Linked DNA regions of Zea mays: all the other regions are linked to region 2. A link is a contact called in public Hi-C data. All regions are on one chromosome and are shown on one strand. Each heading gives the region's core, a stretch centred on a gene start, on an enhancer-like site or on the middle of the called end of the contact. The rest is flanking DNA. Distances are from core to core; before and after follow the strand shown. Region 1 holds the start of LOC100194336. Region 2 holds the start of LOC100275651. Region 3 holds the start of LOC100193377.

Region 1 (2,700 bases), core at 188-2,687, 220 kb after region 2:
CGGACATCTCATGGCAACTCGCTGCGCCGGTGCGGTGCCGAGCCGACGCCGCCGGCCGATTGATGCCGCGAGTGAGATCGACGGAAAATGTGACCCTGTGTCCGGTTCCGCGGGTGGAGGCCAACACGGTACGCGGGCGCCCAGGTGGTCGTCTCCTCCGACTCCGAGGATGGCCTTTGGCAGCCTCCGTTGGGCGTGGCGTCGCTCACCATCCAGGCACGGCAAAAGCACGGTAGCCCCTGCCGACTGCCGACCAGGCGACCACACACAAGGACGGGCTTTATCTGCAGGTAATAAATAGATGGTGCACCTTTCGCTGCACCTTGCACGGCTCGCGTCTTCCCAGTTTTCCGTCCCAGTCTTGACTCTTGAAGCGCTCGAAAACAGGAAGGTTTACCAGAATAGAGTAAACGCAGAGGAGACACAAACCCTCGAAATCGAAACAAGTGAAGTGCGTCCAGTGCGCCATGACCGAAAAAACCTCGTCACCGATCACACGCTCGAGCAATCCAAAAAACAAAACAAAAAAAAAAAGGCACTGAACGGGAGGACACGCTTCTAGCATCACTACGTTTTTTTCCTCGTCATCATCGTCTGTTTCTTCTTCCGGGTGGTTCGTGATCACGCGCTTTTCTTTTTAACAACTAGTACTAAGAATCTAAGATAAGGGAACAAAACATGACCAACGCAAAAACCGGGGGGGGGGGGGGGGGGGGGGGGGGCAAGAATTCGCAACGACACGACTACACGAGGCCAGGCCAATGGAGCGTCCAAGCTACTGTAGGAGTCCCAGCTTTCGCGGCGCGTCGTTTTCGTTAGGCCGTAGGGGGACGGATTTCGGGATTTGAAAACCTGGGCATATTCTGCGTCCAGAGGATTCGCTGGGGATTTGGGGGGAGGTTAGAATATGCGGCCGGGTGCTTGCTAGTACTGAACAAAAAACAAAGGGCACCGAAAGCCGCGGTCGCCTTTCTCGCACCGGCGCCGGGTTGAGATGAGAACGACTCGGGTCGCTGTTCTGCGGAAATGGGGGCGCAGGATATCGTGTGGTTGCTGGAAAAAAAACATGTGCTGGGCTCGACGATATTTTTACCCCTCGACGACCTCGAAGGATGCTGCTATAGCTCCTCTTGGCCATAGAACAGGAGCAGGAGTGCATGCAGAGCTCCTGCGCCGGCCGGCGAGCATGAGGAACTGAGGATGGATGGTAGGCATATGTGAGGAACATGTGTTCGGTTCGGTGACGGTGACGCCAGCCCCGGCCCTTGCCTGTCTGCCTACGCAGGAGCCTACCTGCTTCATCCGGCTCTGGTTCGTCCATCTGTTCAACCTGGCTTCATGGGCGCGTGACCTGAGCTTAACCACCGCCTCGTTTCCGCGGTAGGGTTTACTAGCTGGTGTCCGTTGCTCGGCTAGCACCGTAGCACGCACGTATCTCCAGCACACGGTGACAAAAAGGAAAGCTGCAGCGAGCATTTTCAGGCAACAGTGGTAACTATTAGTAGTATTATTCTCTCATGCGATCAACATACATAGTGGCTGTATGGATGGTTAACCATGGTTGCCTCTTGACCGCACTACCGGCGTGGCGTGACCTAACCTAACCCGAGCTCCCTCCCTTTCGCCCCCCTGTCTCCCTCGCCCACGCACGCCCTTTATTAAGGCACAGAGGACAGCACACAGTATTGTGGGAACTGCATGCTGAGAGCAAACCCAGAAAGGAAAAAGGAAAAAAAGAAAACAGAGAGAGGGGAGAGTGGGAGACGGTCGGAGACAGAGGCCTCACTCCTCCACACTCTCAGTCGTCTTCCAGTCCCAGCGCTTTCTTGGATCGCGAGGAAACCACTCGGGGAGTTTGCAGTTGCAGAGAACTGTATCGGCCGAAGTGGTTGCACGGTGTGTTGGCCTTGGCCATGCGCCACGGCAGGGAACAGAGACGAGCAGCAGGGAGGCAGCAATGGAGGCGCTCATTGACCCTGCTCTCGCTGTAAAGATAGTCCCGCGGTGCCCTCCGAATTCCACTTGATCCAACTCTCGACATGAAGCGGCCACGCGGCGCTACTCCCTCCCTGTCTGCGATGCCCAATCATCAGGAAGGTAACTTCCAGCCTCATCTGTTTTATTCCCCTTTGCAGGAATCCATTGTTCTGGCCTTCTCTGGGGGTGGGTGATGTCGTGGCGGGAATGCGTGCGGAATGAAGATCTGAGTCCTTGTGCGTGCGTGTTCCCAGATGACGGCTACGGCGTGCTCGGGATGGAGGCGGACGTGGACGTGGACGTGGACGAGGAGATGATGGCGTTCGGCGGCGGCGGCGGCGGGGAGAAGAAGCGGCGCCTGAGCGCCGAGCAGGTGCGCGCGCTGGAGCGGAGCTTCGAGGTGGAGAACAAGCTGGAGCCGGAGCGCAAGGCGCGGCTGGCGCGCGACCTCGGCCTGCAGCCCCGCCAGGTCGCCGTCTGGTTCCAGAACCGCCGCGCCCGCTGGAAGACCAAGCAGCTGGAGCGCGACTACGCCGCGCTGCGCCGCTCCTACGACGCGCTTCGGCTCGACCACGACGCGCTCCGCCGCGACAAGGACGCCCTCCTCGCCGAGGTAGTATTGTCGATAACTCCATACTATATATGCCGTCGTATCGTATAGGCTGCTGGGCGAGTACGGTTAAGGCGTTCTATCGTTTCTTCGCGTGCGCAACGGCTGATCCT
Region 2 (2,700 bases), core at 184-2,683:
ACGTGCTCCCCTGCCCCACCGCCCACTGCGCCCTCGACACCTCACCATCGGCATCAGCGGCCACCGTTCCCCCACCGCCCCAGCCGGAGCCCACCCCCGTTTTCTATTTGCCGCCAGCTGGTCCAGCCCTACTCTACTCTTACTCTACTCTACCGCGCCGGATAGGGAGGGCGGGAGGTGTGCGTATAATAATAATGGGCTCTGGCAGCTTGCGGGACGCGACCAGATCCAGGGCGCACAGACAGCTGTTGCGTCTGTGGCCCAGATCCATCAGCTTGTTCGGCTGCCACAGAGAGAGCACTGTTGCAGCTGCAAAATACTGTTGCGGCTGCAATCCCTAGAGACAAAATACTGTAGAAGCCGCAGCCGCAGTTGGATTAAAGCCGCAGCGAACAAGCCACATACCCCTAGCTCGATCTACAAGCACGAGCTCATCATGCCCATGGATCCTGGCCTGGCCTGGTCTCTCTGCATCGACGTTCGTTCGTGTGTGTGTATGTGTGCAGCCCAAGCTCAAGATCGCGCAACAACGGTGAGCTCTACACCACAGTAACACTGCACTACTCTCAGTCTACTACTCAGTAGTACGAGCACTCTCCAAGATCTGATCCGATCTGATACGATCACCGAGCTAAAATGTAGTAAGCAGTAGCTGCGAAAGAGAATCAACAGGGTATTATACAAATGGATGAACGGAGCACAACACCACCGAGCCAGCCCAACCAATCTGTCCGAGCCACGGTCCTACACTGTAGCAACACGAACGAACAGATGCCGCCAGTCCTACTGAATCGAATGCCGAATGGAATATGGATATTCGGATGGAAGAAAAAAAATGGTGAAAAGAAAAAAAAAGAAGGAATCAACGGCTCAACACGGATAACAAATAAATTACAGCACGGGGCAGTGCAGATCTCCCTTCTCTCAGTAGAAGGCGGCGGCGGCGGCGGCCACGGCGGCAGCGGCGGCGAACCACTTGGCGGCGGCGGGGGAGACGGCGGCGGCGGCGCTGGGGGCAGGGGGCACCTCGGCGGAGGGCGTCGGGGCGGGGCCCTCCGTGGGCATCGGCGGGGAGCTCATCTCGGGGGTCGGGGCCTCGGCCTTGGGCGCCGGGGCAAGGGCCTCGGGCGCGGGGGCGGGGGCCTTGGGAGCGGGCGCCGGGGCCGGGGGAGGCGTGGCCGGAGGCTGGGCGGGCGGCGACACCGGCGCCGGGGCGGGCGGCGGGGTCGCGGGCGTCGGAGGCGGCGTCGCCGGCGGGGGAGGAGACGCCTTGGGAGCCGGCGTCGGGGTGGCGGCCGGGGCCTGCGCCGCCGCGGCGGCGAAGAGCATTGCCATGGCCAGGGCCGCGAGCTGGAAGCGCGCCATTGCAGCCGAGTAGGCGAGAGAGAAGCTTGATGAGCGTGTGCGTGTGTGTGTGTGTACTGTGATGGTGTGTGCCCGGTGCCGGGACAGTAGAGGGCCGCGTCTTATAAAGAGGTCGAAGCCGAGGTTACGACGCGTAATTACTAGTCCTGCCAGGGGTTTAGCTGCTACTTTCCTCGAAGATCAGCCGCCGTTGGATCGGTCCGTGACGGCGATGTCACATTTTGCCCAGAGCCTGTTTCGAGTATGATAAAAAAATCTGAAGATGGGGTTTGGCTACATCTCCATTTTCGCCCAATGGACATGGTCGGTTGTGAGCTGGCGCTCACTGTATGTCTTGTCGTGCGTACGTATTTTTGGATTTTGGGAAATGCGGCAACGGTCCACCCATTTATAATGTTCTCTCTCTCTCTCTTTTAAAAAAATAGGCCCCATCAAATATTATCAGCTCCATATACGGTCTCATTTGGCACCCACATATATTGTTTCTGTCTATACAATACTGCCATTCAGAATAAGGAAATTGTGCCGCTATTTTTTTATGAATTTGAAGGGGGGAAATAAAACTTCAATGCGGCTTGAGTAGCCGTTGATAATGTCGTTGGCGCGGCCACTTGTACATCTCATCTCCAGCTAAGGTTCGTTGCCCAGAATAGTGCCTTTGAAACGGGATGATTAGCTTGTTGAAACTAATCAATGAGGCCCCCATGTTCCGCGCTCAGATTTTTTATATTCGGGCCATCTCTAAACGGCTCACAATACTGCTGAACCACCTCCGAAACGGTGGCAACCTACACCTAGGGATAAAAATGAGGCATAAATCACAACATCATATTAAATACATCTCTGCCTCTCTATCACCTCTCTCTTACAGAGATTGACCGGCTATATTTGGCTTACAAGTCCACGGTTCCTTATTGATACTGTTACTGTTAGACTGTTTCCGGTAAATAGAGTAGAATAGGAGACACAAAACTGTACATGACACTATTCACACTGTTTAGAGAGTAAAATTTAAAATAGAGGATGAGACAGAGGATCTGCTAGAGATAGCCTTAAGTTGTTATGAAAAACGCGTTTACATACGACGGCCTATTAGCAGTTGTGTATTCTTGTGACTTTGATCCATATGATAAATCCAGCGATTTCCAGCCTATGTAACCAGATTCTTCCAATAAAAGCTATATATAATCCTACGTGCACGATGGTCAACTTGATCGATGCAAGAGAACTCTAGTGACCTCCCACCTAATGATCTAACCAAACCCTTCCAAAAACCAGAGTTTGAGTTTCACTGCTTGGTGACGCTGAACTTGATCCACAGGGTAAATCCAGTAA
Region 3 (2,700 bases), core at 114-2,613, 190 kb before region 2:
GAGGAGGTACACGAGAAGCTGTACCGTCCCACTAAGGGCTTGTTTGGTTCTACCTCAATCCATATGGATTGAGGGAGATTAAGGGGATTTCAATCCCTAGCAAGTCAAAATCTCTCTCAATCCATATCAATCACCTCCAATCCATATGAATCGAAAATAACCGAACAAGCCCTAAGGGAGTACGTGTTTGTTTTTAAACTAATTTTAGTCCATTTATTTTATTTTTATCCCTAAATTGGTAAATATAAAAATTAAAACTATATTTTAGTTTTCATCTATTTTATTTATTTATCCTAAATTGCTAAATACGGAAACTAAAACTTACCTCTGTATTTGCCTATTTAGGAACTAAGAATAGAATAAAATAGAGTGAGTTAAATTTGGTCCCTAAAAACTGAACAACCTTTAAACCCTAAATTTGATAAATGAAGTTATCATGCATCACCTCATCTTAAACTGAGATGGCACCTTCAAGCAAACATTTCTTAGCGCTCGGCGTATATGGCAAGAGGCTGAAGGCCAGCTAGTGGAGAATTGAAGTGGAACGTACGTATATAAGCGACACGTATATGTGGGGCATCACGCACCTGGAAGTCCTTGTTGACGATCATGCCGACGGTGCAGAACGCGGTGGCGACGAACCCCATCACCAGCTGCAACTCCACCACCAGCGCGTACGTCACGGCGCGTCCGCCCCCCGCGGCGCACTTGTAGGTGAGCTCGACCAGCGGCAGGAACAGCCCGTACAGCACCGCGGCGCCCAGGGTGAGCGTGAAGCCCAGCCAGTACTGGCTCCTGGTGACGCCCGCGGGGCGGTCGGAGGAGACGTGCAGGCCCAGCACGACGGCGCCCACCGTCAGCAGCGCCACGGCGTTCACCGTCGCCATCGTCAGCCGCTGCCGCACGATCAGGAACGCGAACAGCACCGTGAAGGCCAGCTGCGTGGAGATGAGGATCGCGGAGGTGGAGACGGGCAGGAACTCGAGGCCCCAGGCGTAGAGCAAGTTGTCCACGCCCGCGATGAGCCCGAGCCCCGCGGCGGCCAGCAGTATGCGCGGCTGGGTCTGGGTGAGCAGCGCCGGGGCGCTCCGGTAGCGCGCTCGGCGGCGGACGTAGGAAGCCGCCACTGGCGGGAGCAGCAGCGGCCACCCACCGGTCTGCAGCCATCCGGAGAGCCACTGCCGGTGGCCGCCCTTGCTGAAGTAGAGGCGGCTGAGGAGCTGCCCGCCGGTGACGCCAAGCGCGAGCATCACGCAGTTGGTCGCCACCAGGAGGCGGCGCATCGTCTTGCTGCGCAAGGGCGGAGACTCATGGCTCGCTTCCACGTCCATGCCTATAGTCTCGCTGCGCCGGTTCCTACTCCTACCTCTGTCTGTTCACAAGATGCTAGTAGTATGTAGTTGGCGTGCCTCCTGGTCGTGGTCGTAGTAGGTACATGGAGCTACCAGTCTACACCACTACACTTTGAATGCAATAGTGACGCCGGGCCCCAGGATCGTCTGGAGAGACGTGTACTCACTGCGCGCAGGTGCTAGATATATGGATAAGTCTCCTCTTCGAGCATCACAAGTCAGACCAAGTTATAAGAAACAATTATATTCTATTATATATTAGAATATTAGTACTGATTATTAACTTGTAAGAAATAAGATGATAATAAATTAGTATACTAGAACAGACGGCGCCCTATGGAAAATAATGTTTCGAAACAACTTATCTGGGATTTGCTAGTCCTATTTATGTAATAGCTGCAGTCCGTCTAACTATATTCATAGCTGTTGCAACCTTTGCATTATATTCTACAGAGGGTGTAAACATTGTGCTCTATGTAATTACTTGATCACTGTATTATGAGTAAAAACGCTACACAACGTACTCTTCAAGCAACACCAGGTCACTATGCAGCAGCCTTGTCTCATCTTTAAGATCATAGTAGTCCCATATTCTAGAGGCATGGACACGGAGGCGGTCAGCCGGTCACTGCAGTCCCCAATCAACAGCCCAGCAACTACTCCGTCTCCCATCTGTGGTCATGGAGATAGAGATGTTAGGCTCCAAACAAATAGCATACAAGACTGAGAACAGTAAGAATTTATTTCAGGTGAGGGTACGAACATATCAGGATAAACATACGTGTTTTGCAGCACCTAGCTCGACAGTTTAGTTTTTTTTGGGAGGGTAATGACAGCGAGACGGAACTTCTCCAAAACCCATATGTACATATAAAACATGTACACATGACCCTATGTTTTTGCTGCATCAAGTGCAGTGACATTCGACCATAATTCAACTAAAAACATCAATTCAAGAATTCAAACTTACCATGCACAGATTACATCAGCAAAGAGCAACCAGATGGAGGGGCTTATGTAATATGACCAATTATTATAAATATAATGTTCATTGAAAATTCGAAACACTCACAAGCTTAGTGTAGAATGGTATAAAATGCCCTGAATTATTGTATTCACATTTTTAGCCATTGAGCAATTATCTAATGTTAAGCACCTATAACCTGCAGATATACATATGTGTCATTGAAGTCTTATGAATGTCTCAATAAACAAGTTATATTCCAAAAAGGGGTAAAATGAATAGCATGATACAAATCTTGGCTCAGCTATAATAAGCACTAAAATTTTAAAATTAAAATGACCCTGTTGGCTGGTCCGTTGCGGCATTATTAACAATGAGTACCTT

The links. A called contact is a pair of places that touch in the nucleus more often than the background predicts.
Region 1: a Hi-C map of leaf shows a contact between it and region 2, with 6 times the contacts expected there. The contact joins the promoter of LOC100194336 here to the promoter of LOC100275651 in region 2. A contact is called at or near these places in 3 of 25 Hi-C or Micro-C datasets (bundle sheath, leaf and seedling).
Region 3: a Hi-C map of leaf shows a contact between it and region 2, with 4 times the contacts expected there. The contact joins the promoter of LOC100193377 here to the promoter of LOC100275651 in region 2. A contact is called at or near these places in 4 of 25 Hi-C or Micro-C datasets (bundle sheath, ear, leaf and 1 more).

The regions. Positions count from the first base shown.
Region 1 is chr2:193,259,923-193,262,622 of Zm-B73-REFERENCE-NAM-5.0, forward strand. It overlaps LOC100194336, which reads left to right and starts at 1,438. Exons shown (of 3, transcript NM_001139372.2): 1 at 1,438-2,097; 2 at 2,232-2,590. The coding sequence starts at 2,040.
Region 2 is chr2:193,039,110-193,041,809 of Zm-B73-REFERENCE-NAM-5.0, forward strand. It overlaps LOC100275651, which reads right to left and starts at 1,434. Exons shown (of 1, transcript NM_001367826.1): 1 at 654-1,434. The coding sequence starts at 1,365. The coding sequence ends at 925.
Region 3 is chr2:192,849,260-192,851,959 of Zm-B73-REFERENCE-NAM-5.0, forward strand. It overlaps LOC100193377, which reads right to left and starts at 1,364. Exons shown (of 2, transcript NM_001416200.1): 1 at 588-1,364. The coding sequence starts at 1,331.